Regions from separate parts of the Mus musculus genome. Here region 2 is linked to region 1. A link is a contact called in public Hi-C data. All regions are on one chromosome and are shown on one strand. Each heading gives the region's core, a stretch centred on a gene start, on an enhancer-like site or on the middle of the called end of the contact. The rest is flanking DNA. Distances are from core to core; before and after follow the strand shown.

Region 1 (7,033 bases), core at 2,018-4,517:
CCAGCCTTAGCCAATGTGAACCATGCTGTGTTCGAACCCCAGACGCAGATTCCCTTTTTGAGTCGATGAAGCTGCTGCCAGGCTCAATTTTTCTTGGAGACAGAAAATGTTTCTTCACCCTCATAAGAAAGATGGCTTTTTACAGGGCATTGCTTATGATAAATATGGATAATGTGGAAAATATTACCCATTTAATTATTTCTATAACTTCTTAACTAAATTTATTACAGATTATGAAAAATCCATATACATAGCTGTTTTTTGTCTGCCTAATATATAGTTACTATTTCTCTTCCTCAAATACATATAAATGGATGCATACACACAAGAATAAACAAACATGCATTTAAAAAAGCTTTTGCTTCTCATCACCTTGGGATAAAAAAAATGCTTTGTGATGGTTAATCTTGTCAACGTGGTTGGATTAGCTCTGTCTAGGAGATGAGCTGAAATGTGCATGTATATCTTTGAGAATCATTCTAAGGATGCTTATGTGTCATGAAGGCACTCGACCATTCAGTGTCAGTCCAGAGGAAGATTCACAATGTAAATGACCATGGATGACGGAAGAGCTCATGAGGCTCAGCCCTAACTGAGAAGCTGCTTGCAGACTGCAGCTGCTGGGAGAGGGGAAGCCATCTTCCATGGAGGCGTGGCCCCTGGTGTGCTCCAGGGGTCAGGTCTATATCTACACATATCTAGGCAACACTAATTGAACTTAGTGGGTTATTAGAAATAACTGAAGAAGGCAAGAAGTCAGAAGGGTGATTGCCTTAGGAGAATGGGGTTGAGGTAGGAGAGCAAAGGGGGGGGGTGGCTATTACCATAATGTATTGTATTCATGTATGAAATTCTCAATGAATAAGCAAAAGTGATATTAAAAACTGAATAAATTTTTGAGAGATGGTAAAGTTTAGAATATAACGTTGGTGCAAAGGGCCAGTGTGCTTCCTCTCACCTGCCAATTCCCTCTGCTGTTGGCACCTGAAGCCAAGAGGTGAGAAGGTGCAGAGACAAGAGCGGAGTTCACCAGGAGATTAGAATCATCAGCTGATAAATAAAGTAATGGGACAAATAGCTTGAAACCGAAAGATTAGGCCCATTGGTGCTAATATTAACTGTCAACCTAACAGGATTTAGAACCACCTAGAAGACAAAACTCTGAGCATGTCTGTGATAGGGGTTGACTGAGGTAGGAAGACCCATCCTAAAATGTAGGTGGCACCCTTCTACACAGAAGGAGAAAGCCAAATGAACATTGTGTTTACCTCTCTCTGCTCCCTGCCTATGAGAGCAATGGGTCCAGGTGCCTCACCCTTTCCTGCCCTGACTTCTCCAGCATGGACTGCTCTTTCCCAGCATGAGGCAAAATAAGCCCTGCCTTCCTTAAGCTCCAGTCGCCAGATGCTTTGTCGGATCAGTGAGAAAAGTTAGTAATGGAAGGCCCAGAAGAAAACTCAACAACTAACTAAAAGTGACAGGCATTGGGTCTGAGGCTGGCTTAAGGGAGAAAATGAGAGCCCCAGAGAACTCGAATCCAATCAAGGCCATCCTTGAAACATCCGGGTATCCATATTAGCTTGGTTATCTGAATGAAACCTTTTATACAGAGTGCAGACACTTAGCCCTGGAGAGCCCATAGTAACCGATGGATGTCCACGAAGAAGCAATGTTCATGATAAAGCTATCCTACCCTTTCTGCAGATGTGAATCGGGAACCAATTTCAGGCCTGAGGATGTCAGGACACATTTACCACTTAAATTAAAACTGACTCGATGCCATGTTTGGAAAGGACAATGATTACAGGGCAGCCAACTTCAGTCCACAATAGTTATATGAACATCAGCTTAAATGAACATTATAGAATGTAGGTTGTACTATCCCATGGGCTGGGGTCCCTAACTGCATAAAAAGGGGAAAGCAAACAATGTACCATCATGCTGCTGACTGTCGAAGCAGGGTGAGCAGTTGCCTTGAGTGCCTGAACTCCCTCACAGTAAATACAATCATCTTCTCACTGACTGGGGACCCAACCTTTACATTCGCTCACCAGATTCACCAGATGAGGAAGGGAAGATGGTGCTCCCTGAGCATTCTGAATCTACAAAGCACACCGTTAGGATGACCCTCCGTGAATCCTCTCAAGAAATACCTCTAGCAGACATTCCGCCTAGAGAACTATTTTTAAAGGAGACATGGTGTCTTAGTCAGGGTTTTCCTGATGTGAACAGATACCGTGACCAAGGCAAGTCTTATAAGGACAACATTTCATTGGAGCAGGCTTACAGGTTCAGATATTCAGTCCATTCTCATCAAGGCAGGAACATGGCAGCATACAGGCAAGCATGGTACAGGAGGAGTTGAGAGTTCTATATCTTCATCTGAAGACTGCTAGTGGAAGACTGGCTTCCAGGGAGCTAGGATGAGGGTCTTAAAGCCCAAGCCCAAAGTGACACACCTACTCCAACAGGGCCACACCTTCTAATAGTGTCACTCCCTGGGCTAAGCACATATAGACAGTCATAGATGGAGCCTTAGAGAATGAAGGTAACTGCCCAAGAATGTGAACTCAGTAAATGGCTGAATTGTAAGTGACACCAGTGGACTGGCCTTCAAGTCCCAGTCCTTCACCACTCAGACACAGCATCTCATGAACGTTCTCCAAGTTTGACATTTAGATCTTACTCTAGGTCAGCGGTAGTATGCCTCACAATAAAGGATTGCACACATACTCACAAACTAAATGCCTGGAATCAAATCAACAATATAGAGCTAACACCTCAGAGAACAGCATAAAGTCTCTGAGGTAGGCATGAGTCATTTCACGGGTCTCAGGAATTCAGTGCACATCTCAAAATCTGCAGGAAGGTGGCAGCTGGCGACTGGGAAGGTTTCTGATGATGCTAACTTGGCTTGATTTGGTGGGAGGGGAAAACCCACACAGCAGACACAAAGGAACTCCAGATGGATTCCAATGCAGGCAGCAAGGAGGCAGATTGGTGGCCAGCAAAAATGAAGTTCAAAAGGGAGAAATTGTGTGTGTGTGTGTGTGTGTGTGTGTGTGTGTGTGTGTGTGTGTGTGTGTGTGTGAAAATCATGTAGTTGGCTTGCAGGTGCAGTGGCTTAGGCTTTCTTATGTTTCATCTGACTGGTAGTCACGGCATCTCCCTGTCACTGTCTTTTGTCAAAGAACAGCGAGTGCAGGAGAATAAACATCATAGGAGAAGAGCTTCCCCCTTGTAACTCAAGTTTGTCAACAGCTGGGCTCTACACTGACCAAATGTTGTATGGAGGAAATAGTTCAGAGCATTTCTGGGTTTGCTTTGATGGTGTTCTTCACCGTGAAAAACCAATTTTCAGAAAGCAAACAGGGTGCTTGGCAGAACGTGAAAGGAAGAAAAACCTGATGCTGTGCTAAAGAATTACATTTGCTCCCGCTCTCGTGCCCTGGAACCAGGACAGAAGCACTCTTGGATGTCAGCAAATAATCTTTTCAATTAGGAAGAGCAATATGTAGACCAGGATTCCTACTCCCTCCCACTGGTCTCTTTCTTCAGCTTAAATATCAATTTCTGATAAGATAAAGATCATAGAAGTAGAGCACAGGGTATGTTCATACAATTAACTTGAATATGGTGATAAAATATTTGAAATTATTGCCAATTAAAGATACAATCAAGCACTGTTTTCATATGAGCAGGAACTGAGGGGTTGTGTAAGACAGGTCTGGCTTCTGTTTAGGTCATTTTGTGAAGCAAGAACTGGGGACCAAGGAAGTAATGGCCAGTAAACAAAATATACAAAAAGGAGAATTTTCTTCTGTAATAGGTATAATCAGGTCATGACATTCAATGTCACTGGAGGTCACAGACTCAGATACTGTGGCTGGAGTTTTAAAAGAACTTGAATAATTTTAAGGTCGACAGAAATATTAGACCCAAGTGGTCAAGCTCAGTGCCAAGATGGGCACACATGACCTTAGAAATCTGGAAAGAGTTTGTGAGGCTTTTACATGCTCCACTTCAACCTATAAACATGACGAGCTTTGAGTGGTGCCAGCCCAGCACTGTCCACCCACCATATTTAACAATTTTTAAGGCAGACTGCATCAACTTAATCAGAGATATGACGCAGCCTGTTTGTATGCACATGGACATATGTGTGTGCACATGTGTTTATATGTGCATGCATGTATACATGCATGTGTATGTGTGTGTGTGTGCATTCTTGTGTGCAAATGAGCATGTGCTTTTGCTATGTCATGCATGTGGAGGTCAAAGAACAGTCTCGGGTGTTTGTCCTCACATTCTAAGATAGGATCTTTCATGGTTCCCTGTGGTATACACTGGGCTAGCTGCTCTGAGAGCATCCAGGGACTCTATCTCTGCCTCTCATCACACTGTAGTACTGGAGTTATAGATAGGTGCTTCCCTCTTGTATCCGGCTATGTGGGTTAGAACTCAGACCTTCCCACTCTTATGGAAAATATTTTACCCAGTATTTACCCATATCCCCCAGAGCAAGAATATATGTCTTTTGAGAGCCCATCTTTTTGAGATTTATATTTCAGCTGAGGAATCTCTGGGAAAATAAATATCATTACTCCCTTGGCTTTGGTGGATATGAAGAGGTTAAGTTTGCCTATGCTGCCCATCCAGTTGTAGCACTACCAAACATTCGAAGACTAACATGCACTGCTTCTTGTGAAGTCCGAGGGCCCAGAGATGGGCCCTAACTTGGAGGTGCAGTTACTGCATCTCTGTGGGTTCTGCATGTTTGGGGGAAGTGCCAGCTGAGACCACCGGGCTCTTTTCCATGGAACATCACTTCCTGCAAGGACTAGCTTAATTTGTTATATCTTATAACAGTGGCAATCTCCAGAAGAGGAAACACAGTGAGCATTGCACCTGAGACCCAGATCTAATGCTCCACCAACCTTTCTAAGCCAAGGAAACTTCAGAGCCAGCCCAGAGTGTAAAGGGGGTAGAGAGACTTCACATCCTGGGAAAGAGCCACAAGGCAGGGGTAGAGTGAGGGGAAAAGGGTGACTGTAAACTTACGTGGTCTACTTTATGCCACTAACAAAAACAACGATGAAGATCATTCAGTTGGAAGTTGAGTCCAAGAACCTGCAACATGCCAGTTTCTGAATTTCTCCAGGTAATAGTGTGGGGTCCAGGGTCCAGAAAAGAGAGCCAGGAAGTGAGATTCTGATTCACTGACATAATCAAACTACTCACTACACAGCAGGAAGGGAAGGAGGCTGAGCACATGCCCTACCCAGAGATGGAGTCTGACACTGCTTACCAGCAGGAGGGCTTTCTCCTGGTTGTAAATAGATGCAAAATTGTCTCAGCACTGATAGCATTTGCTGTCTGCACAAACAGCTTGCTGGTGTATTGATCAGATTTAGTTTATGTCTATTAAATAATCTCACTTAAAGAATTAACCTACACAATAGACTCTGAAACAGAAAAATATATCACGCACACACAATTATCCAGTCAGCTAAAAGTTAACAAGATTTGAAATAAGACTCGCTGTACCACTGTTTTAAACTCCCAGAAACAATGTTATAGAGTAATCTAGAATATTAAATACCCCTGTGGCATCATGAAATACGTTATGGGGACATGTACAAAGGACCAGACGAATTTTCACCCAGAGGAAAAATAGGATAATTCATTTCCTTTCATACCCATCCTGAATTAATAAAGAATAATTCAAGATGCATTAGCTGGGTTGTAAAGATGTTTAAAGATTTACCTGGCTCAACAACTGATTTTCACCTAAATTAATTCCAATATTATTTAGACCTTTCCAAACCAAAACATTTTTTTGTAATCTGAGCTGACATCATAATAGCCTAATAATAAACACATTCACATCTGTTTATAACAAGTAATATGTGAAGCACTTTAATGAAAGTCACCCAAAATAATCTTCACTGCAACCCATGAGGTGAATAATATTGCTTCATTTAAAAGTGATTAAACGATTTGATCATACCACAGCTAAGTGGGAGGATGAGGCATCTATCTGAACTCACAGGAAGCAATCCTTTTGCTCCTCTACATCAATTTCAATGCCTGTGCTAAAGACCAAACCCACAGTGGTCTTAAAAACAAAGTTATGTGCCTCACAACAAAACCACACGTTTCCTAGTATGGCTATCATTAAAAAAGCTCTCAAGTCTCTGCTATCTGAACTCTCAGACTCCTGTCAGTTTACATCCCCTTTCTCTGGGGTTACAAAGGGGGTTAAGGGATTACACCTGACCACAGAAGGGAGAGAAATGACTTGTAAGCTAACTACTTGGAAAACAAAACAAAACAAAACACAGTAGGCAGAGTCCTCTTGTTTCATTGGTCAGGACCAGCAATACAGTGAGTGTTCTGAGCCCAGGTTCTGGAACAACAAACTGGACAGGAACTCTGCCTGTCTGTGAGAGACACGCATGATAGAATTAAGGCTTTGCTGTCGCGAGCCTCTGAGACTTGGGGATGGTTGGTTACACACATCACATCTTGACTGATATACATGGTGCTCAAAAATTGTTCTTCTCCAAATGAAGACTTGGTGACCTGCACCAAACTCATTCCTACCAAAGCAGTAGGAGTGCCTGACAGTCAGCATTCCAACACTCTGATGAAACATGGAGACAATGTCTAAGATAAATGGATGCTTCGGACTCACAGGTTCAGTCTACATAGACTCTGTACTCTATGTGTTCTGTAGGCTATGTATTCTGGGGCTTGTGAGGTGGAGTGTGGATGTTGCTACAAAGCTGCTACCTCCTGACAGACAGGAAGCAGGCAGAGAGAGAAGACAGAATGAGCTACCAGCATTGCCTCCAAGAACACAGTCAATCTCCTTCCACAAGGCTCTGCCTCTCAAAGATACCATCACTTCCTGAGCTCCACAGACTGGCAACCATACTTTAGCATATGGGCCTTTAGGGGATGGATAAGATCCAAACTACACCTGTAGTCCCAGCACTTGGTACAGTGGGGTAGGAACATCACAAATTCC
Region 2 (7,033 bases), core at 2,559-5,058, 520 kb after region 1:
TGCTGAACATTTTTTCAGGTGCTTCTCTGCCATTTGGTATTCCTCAGGTGAAAATTCTTTGTTCAGCTCTGAGCCCCATTTTTAATGGGGTTATTTGATTTTCTGGGGTCCACCTTCTTGAGTTTTTTATATATATTGGATATTAGTCCCCTATCTGATTTAGGATAGGTAAAGATCCTTTCCCAATCTGTTGGTGGTCTTTTTGTCTTATTGACGGTGTCTTTTGCCTTGCAGAAGCTTTGCAACTTTATGAGGTCCCATTTATCGGTTCTCGATCTTACAGCACAAGCCATTGCTGTTCTATTCAGGAATTTCTCCCCTGTACCCATATCTTCGTGGCTTTTCCCTACTTTCTCCTCTATAAGTTTCAGTGTCTCTGGTTTTATGTGGAGTTTCTTGATCCACTTAGATTTGACCTTAGTACAAGGAGATAGAAATGGATCAGTTCGCATTCTTCTACATGATAACCGCCAGTTGTGCCAGCACTATATGTTGAAAATGCTGTCTTTTTTCCACTGGATGGTTTTTGCTCCCTTGTCAAAGATCAAGTGGCCATAGGTGTGTGGGTTCATCTCAGAGTCTTCAATTCTGTTCCATTGGTCTACTTGTCTGTCGTTATACCAGTACCATGCAGTTTTTATCACAATTGCTCTGTAGTACAGCTTTAGATCAGGCATGGTGATTCCACCAGAGGTTCTTTTATCCTTGAGAACAGTTTTTGCTATCCTAGGTTTTTTGTTGTTTCGGATGAATTTGCAAATTGCCCTTTCTACTTCGTTGAAGAATTGAGTTGGAATTTTGATGGGGATTGCATTGAATCTGTAGATTGCTTTTGGCAAGATAGCCATTTTTACAATGTTGATCCTGCCAATCCATGAGCATGGGAGATCTTTCCATCTTCTGAGATCTTCTTTAATTTCTTTCTTCAGAGACTTGAAGTTTTTGTCATACAGATCTTTCACTTCCTTAATTAGAGTACACCAAGTTATTTTGTATTGTTTGTGACTATCGAGAAGGGTGTTGTTTCCCTAATTTCTTTCTCAGCCTGTTTATCCTTTGTGTATAGAAAGGCCATTGACTTATTTGAGTTAATTTTATATCCAGCTACTTCATTGAAGCTGTTCATCAGGCTTAGGAGTTCTCTGGTGGAATTTTTAGGGTCACTTATATATACTATCATATCATCTGCAAATAGTGATATTTTGACTTCTTCTTTTCTAATTTGTATCCCCTTGATCTTCTTTTGTTGTTTAATTGCTCTGGCTAGGACTTCAACTACAATGTTGAATAGGTAGAGAGAGAGTGGACAGCCTTGTCTAGTCCCTGATTTTATTGGGATTTCTTCCAGCTTCTCACAATTTACTTTGATGTTGGCTACTGGTTTGCTGTAGATTGCTTTTATCATGTTTAGGTATGGGCCTTGAATTCCTGATCTTTCCAGGACTTTTATCAGGAATGTTGTTGGATTTTGTCAAATGCTTACTCAGCATCTAACGAGATGATCATGTGGTTTTTGTCTTTGAGTTTGTTTATATAGTGGATTACATTGATGGATTTCCATATACTAAACCATCCCTGCATCCCTGGAATGAAACCTACTTGGTCAGGATGGATGATTGTTTTGATGTGTTCATGGATTCGGTTAGTGAGAATTTTATTGAGTATTTTTGCATCGATATTCATAAGGGAAATTGGTCTGAAATTCTCTACCTTTGTTGGGTCTTTCTGTGGTTTAGGTATAAGAGTAATTGTAGTTTCATAGAATGAATTGGTTAGAGTACCTTCTGCTTCTATTTTGTGGAATAGTTTGTGCAGAACTGGAATTAGATCTTCTTTGACGGTCTCATAGAACTCTGCACTAAACCCATCTATCTGGTCCTGGGCTTTTTTTTTTTTTTTTTTTTTTTTTTTTGGTTGGAAGACTATTAATGACTGCTTCTATTTTTTTAGAGGATATAGGACTATTTAGATCATTAACCTGATCCTGATTTAACTTTAGTACCTGGTATCTGAATAGAAAGTTGTCCATTTCATCCAGGTTTTCGAGTTTTGTTGAGTGCAGCCTTTTGTAGAAGGATCTGATTGTGTTTTGGATTTCCTCAGGATCTGTTGTTATGTCTCCCTTTTCATTTCTGATTTTGTTACTTAAGATGCTGTCTCTATGCCCTCTAGTGAGTTTGGCTAAGGGTTTATCTATCTTGTTGATTTTCTCAAAGAACCAGCTCCTCCTTTGGTTGATTCTTTGAATAGTTCTTGTTTCCACTTGGTTGATTTCACCCCTGAGTTTTATTATTTTCTGGCATCTACTCCTCTTGGGTGAATTTGCTTCCTTTTTTTCTAGAGCTTTTAGGTGTGTTGTCAAGCTGCTAGTGTGTGATCTCTCTAGTTTCTTTTTGGAGGCGCTCAGAGCTATGAGTTTCCCTATTAGAAATGCTTTCATTTTGTCCAATAAGTTTGCGTATGTTGTGGCTTCATTTTCATTAAACTCTAAAAAGTCTTTAATTTCTTTCTTTATTCCTTCCTTGACCAAGGTATCATTGAGAAGAGTGTTGTTCAGTTTCCACGTGAATGTCAGCTTTCTATTATTTATGTTGTTATTGAAGATCAGCCTTAGTCCATGGTGATCTGATAGGATGCATGGGACAATTTCAATATTTTTGTATCTGTTGAGCCTGTTTTGTGACCAATTATACGGTCAGTTTTGGAGAAGGTATCGTGAGGTGCTGAAAAGAAGGTATATCCTTTTGTTTTAGGATAAAATATCCTGTAGATATCTGTTAAATCCATTTGTTTCATAACTTCTGGTAGTTTCACTGTGACCCTGTTTAGTTTCTGTTTCCACAATCTGTCCATTGATGAAAGTGTGGTTTTGAAGTCTCCCACTATTATTGTGTGAGGTGCAATGTGTGCTTTGAGCTTTACTAAAATTTCTTTAATGAATGTGGCTGCCCTTTCATTTGGAGCATAGATATTCAGAATTGAGAGTTCCTTTTGGAAGATTTTACCTTTGATGAGTATGAAGTGTTCCTCCTTGTCTTTTTTGATAAATTTGGGTTTGAAGTTAGATAGTTCTATTAGATATTAGAATGGCTACTCCAGCTTGTTTCTTCAGATCATTTGCTTGAATGATTGTTTTCTAGCCTTTTATTCTGAGGTAGTGTCTGTCTTTGTCCCTGAGATGGGTTTCTTGTAAGCAGCAAAATGTTGGGTCCTGTTTGTGTAGCCAGTCTGTTAGTCTATCTCTTTTTATTGGGGAATTGAGTCCATTGACATTAAGAGATATTAAGGAAAAGTAATTGTTGCTTCCTAAAAGGGAACTTAAAAAACAATTCCTCTGACAGAGCTATAAAAGGACATGCTATAGAGATTTAACCTAAAAGAAAAACCAAAATAAGTGGAGATAAACAAGTTATTAAGCATTATGTACATCTACATGAACTCCAGATTCTGCGGGCTCAGGCCAGACAGAACCTCAGTCATCGTGGAGAGGGGACGTGGGTAGGAAGGCCCACTTCCACCTGAAGGGCTATTGGCAATGAGTAGAAAGTCACACCTCCAAGTGTCATGAACAGTGTCAACTTGATTGGCAGACTGCATTTCTTTGAGATGGATGAGGACTGAAATGATCGTTTTCTCTATTTTGGATGCTATTTTTTAAAGTGTGCAATTCTATTGTTTCTGATACATACACTACACATCAATTATCAATATGCTAGCCAGGTCAATTTTCAGCAGAGTCTGGTATTCCCATGACCTCTGGACAGCATCAGAGCCCAGAGCCTGGCAATGTGACTCACAAATGCCTTGCTGCCTCCTGCTCTCTGCAGTTGTTCTAAAGCTCTGTGGATTTCTTTGGTTGAGGGTCTTACCAGAGAGAATGACTAGAGTGTGCCTTCAAGCAGTGAACAGAGGCACAGAGGGAATTTTCTCTAAAAATAGAAGCTGGCTCCCAGTGCCACCTTGAACAAAAGCCATGAATGGTTTCCTATTAGCACCTCCAACTGTGGCTAAGGATGAGACTGGCTTCAAGCTTCAAGGGGCTCCATGAGTCGGCATTTTACCCAGAGACCTTAAAGGCTTGCTATTTAAATTTTCTAAAAGGCCTGCTCAGGAACTGAACACAAAAATTCAGGGTGGCTTGTCATTCACATTTCATTCATATCTGTAAAACACTTAAGAACAGTAAGAGTTAATTCCAACAAGGCACTGGGGAGGAAAGAAGCTGGGTTTGTGGTACAGCTGCGCAGCTGACAAAGGAGCCAGGAATCTGATTATCTGACCTCTGGCTGGAGGTTCTGTGAAAATCCAAGTCAGCTGCAAACATTTCCTGTTTCTGTGCAGTTTTTACTAAAGCCATTGGTCATTTCAGCAAGGGAGATGCTGGGAGATGGGGGATGTTGGCAGGGGACCCTGTTTCTAGGGAGACTTCTGAAATATTTAAAATAAATTGTTAAGAGCCGATGTTGAGAGAACATTTAATGGCTATATCACAGCATTATTTTTTTTTTACAAAGAAATGAATGTTCAGAATGTTACTGTGTGTTTCACCATTTTTCTACTATTATCCTCAACATTAAGAATACTCAGTGACTCCTTACCCTGTGGGAATTCTCAGCATCCAGTCTTGTAAGCCTAAACCCCAGAATAATACATAAGAACTGTTTTCTGACAGGATAGACAGAATCTCCCCCCAATTACACAATAAAAGACATAGTCTTAATCATTTTGTGCACCAACCCGTAAAAAATCCAGAGAGGACTCCCTGCACACAGATTCATGGGAGAAAAGGCAGGCCATCATTCCCTGTGGTCTGGGTGGGTGTGTTCTCCAGTGTACACTGGAGTAGCAATTTCTGATGTGTACCTTATATGGGAAAATTTTTTGAAACATTTGAGGACATTAAACATATAAACAAAAAGATAAATAGTCCCTCAAAGTCATCAGTAGATTATACAGAAGCCGAATGTTTATACACCAGAGTATATTACAAACATGAATTCTGTAATAAGTCAGTTCTATTAATTCTCACTGACATTGAACAGCAGCAGTTGCTGCAATTGAGCAGAGAAAGATCATCTAATATCTAGGGACATATCTGCAATCTATGAAACATAAAGTCATTACTCAAATTTCTATTTTACGTTATGCTAATAACCATTATTGATTTTGGTTTTGATGAAACTGAGGAAGGGGTGGTGAATAGTATCCCCAACAGACAAATTAAAAAATATTTTTCTACCTTCAGCTAATTCAAGCCACAGATGCAAAACCCATAAATATACAAGGTAAATTTTATTATTAACTCAAATTTCAAGTGAATTAATCTCAACTAAATCTTTAGATGAGTATTATGCACAGAAAAACAAAAGTAAAAAGGAAGTTATTCTTAGAACTTGAAGGTGATTTTGAAAAAGAAAATTTTCATTAGTAATAAGGACTAGAACAGTTTCTAAAGACAGGATCCAGGATAGCCCTGACTGGCCTGGAACTCTCCATGTAGCCAAGGATAACCTTGAACTCCTGACCCTCCTGCCCTAACTCCTGAGGCTGGGACTACAGGTATGTGCCACCTTGCCCAGATTAGTTTTTCTCTTTGTTTGCTTTTGTCATTTGTTTTTTTACTAATAATGTTTAAATTTTATAAGATTTATCACTAGAAACTTACTCATCAGTAGAAACATCACACACTAAAGTTAAGCAGACCCACATCTATACAGCCTGAGGACCGGCGTGGGAACAGAAGCCGCAGAGCCGCACGTGAAATCTCACACTTTCAGAATCAGCTCAAGTTCAGGTGCTTATGCGTGTTTTCACGGTGGTTGTTTTAGAAGTTATTTTGGTGGAACAGTGTGTTTGTTATGATATTTCACTCATATTTATAATAAGTAGCCTTTCCCTAAATCTAACAATGCTGCCCTCCTAGGGGACAATGGTAAACGTAAATGACACTTGGTAAGAGTTGATGTCTTTACAACTTCTTAGTCAACATAAGAGAAGAGAGTGAAATCACTAACTCTGCCCACATTCTGCAGTGACACTGCTGTGCTGCCTCCCATACTCTGCAAACCCCCAGTGTGCATTCAGGCCGGGCCCTGGACCCTTACAGACGATTGCTGTGTCTCCTGTGGCCATGAACTCCTTCCTGAGGAGAAGTAGCAGCCTTCACATGTAAAGCCCATGAGCAAAAGGATGGAATTTAAAAATCAAAAACAAACAAGTAAACAAGCAAACAAACAAAGCAGGGTGTGGCATCAGATCCCTATAAAGAATGACAAGCAGGGGTTCCTGGCCAATGAGCCTGGGGCCAACCTGGGCTACCTAGCAAGACTTTGCCTCAAAACCAAAACCAAAACATGAACGATGACCAAAAAAATCAAACTTTTGTCTTAAACGAACCCCTCCCTCCCCACACACCCATGTATACACACATGTGTGTGCGCACACACCAAAGTGATGTTCATCTCATGGGCAGTCTCTAGACCCGTGCAGAACAGCCCTTTCTGTGCGTGTTTCACACACTTGACCATCTCTGGTCTCTTCCTCAAGCCCAGCCAGGAGCCCAGGCCAACGCACACAGGCTCCTCTATTTAATACAGTTGGTGTTCCTATGTCACTGATGCAATCTGTGTCCAAGTGTGTGCTGTAAGCACCTCTCTTTTTCCACTTCAGTAACATCCTATAATTAGACATTGCCATCTGAGAATGCCAATATTGTAATTATATTTTGCACAAAAAGAGTTCAACACTACTCCATATATAAAATTCAAAATAATGCATTAAATTTTTAAAATATATTTTAAATGTTCTTGACTTTATAAGCTTCCATTAAAGTAGTCTACCCAGAATTTTATTTAGTTGTTCAATGTTATTCTCTACTTAAGTTTAACAGCCATACTAAGCTATGAACTTATTGTTTAAACTTTCTAGGAAAAATTAGTTTTTCATTAGTTCCAGTAATGTGCTATGTATGAAAACGTTGTTCTGAGTGTCTATGTGAAGCATGATTTAAACAAAGTACTTGTTCCCTTGTCCA

Evidence for each region. Hi-C and Micro-C count contacts between places; a contact is called where the count stands out from the background.
Region 2: a contact with region 1 is called in a Hi-C map of the N1E-115 cell line, with 3 times the contacts expected there. The contact joins two enhancer-like sites. A contact is called at or near these places in 2 of 484 Hi-C or Micro-C datasets (the N1E-115 cell line and cerebral cortex).

What each region holds. Positions count from the first base shown.
Region 1 is chr9:117,433,159-117,440,191 of GRCm38.p6, forward strand. It overlaps a transcript of Rbms3 not described here. Among named protein-coding and RNA genes, the nearest start is that of Gm39451, 120 kb to the left of the region's middle. Within about 2 kb of position 3,268, at least 4 of the 459 cell types and tissues checked have an H3K27ac peak or open chromatin away from gene starts, as enhancers often do. A contact at or near this core is called in the N1E-115 cell line, where this site is marked.
Region 2 is chr9:117,952,578-117,959,610 of GRCm38.p6, forward strand. The region is part of intron 5 of Zcwpw2 (zinc finger, CW type with PWWP domain 2); the gene reads right to left. Among named protein-coding and RNA genes, the nearest start is that of Azi2, 84 kb to the right of the region's middle. Within about 2 kb of position 3,809, at least 35 of the 459 cell types and tissues checked have an H3K27ac peak or open chromatin away from gene starts, as enhancers often do. A contact at or near this core is called in the N1E-115 cell line, where this site is marked.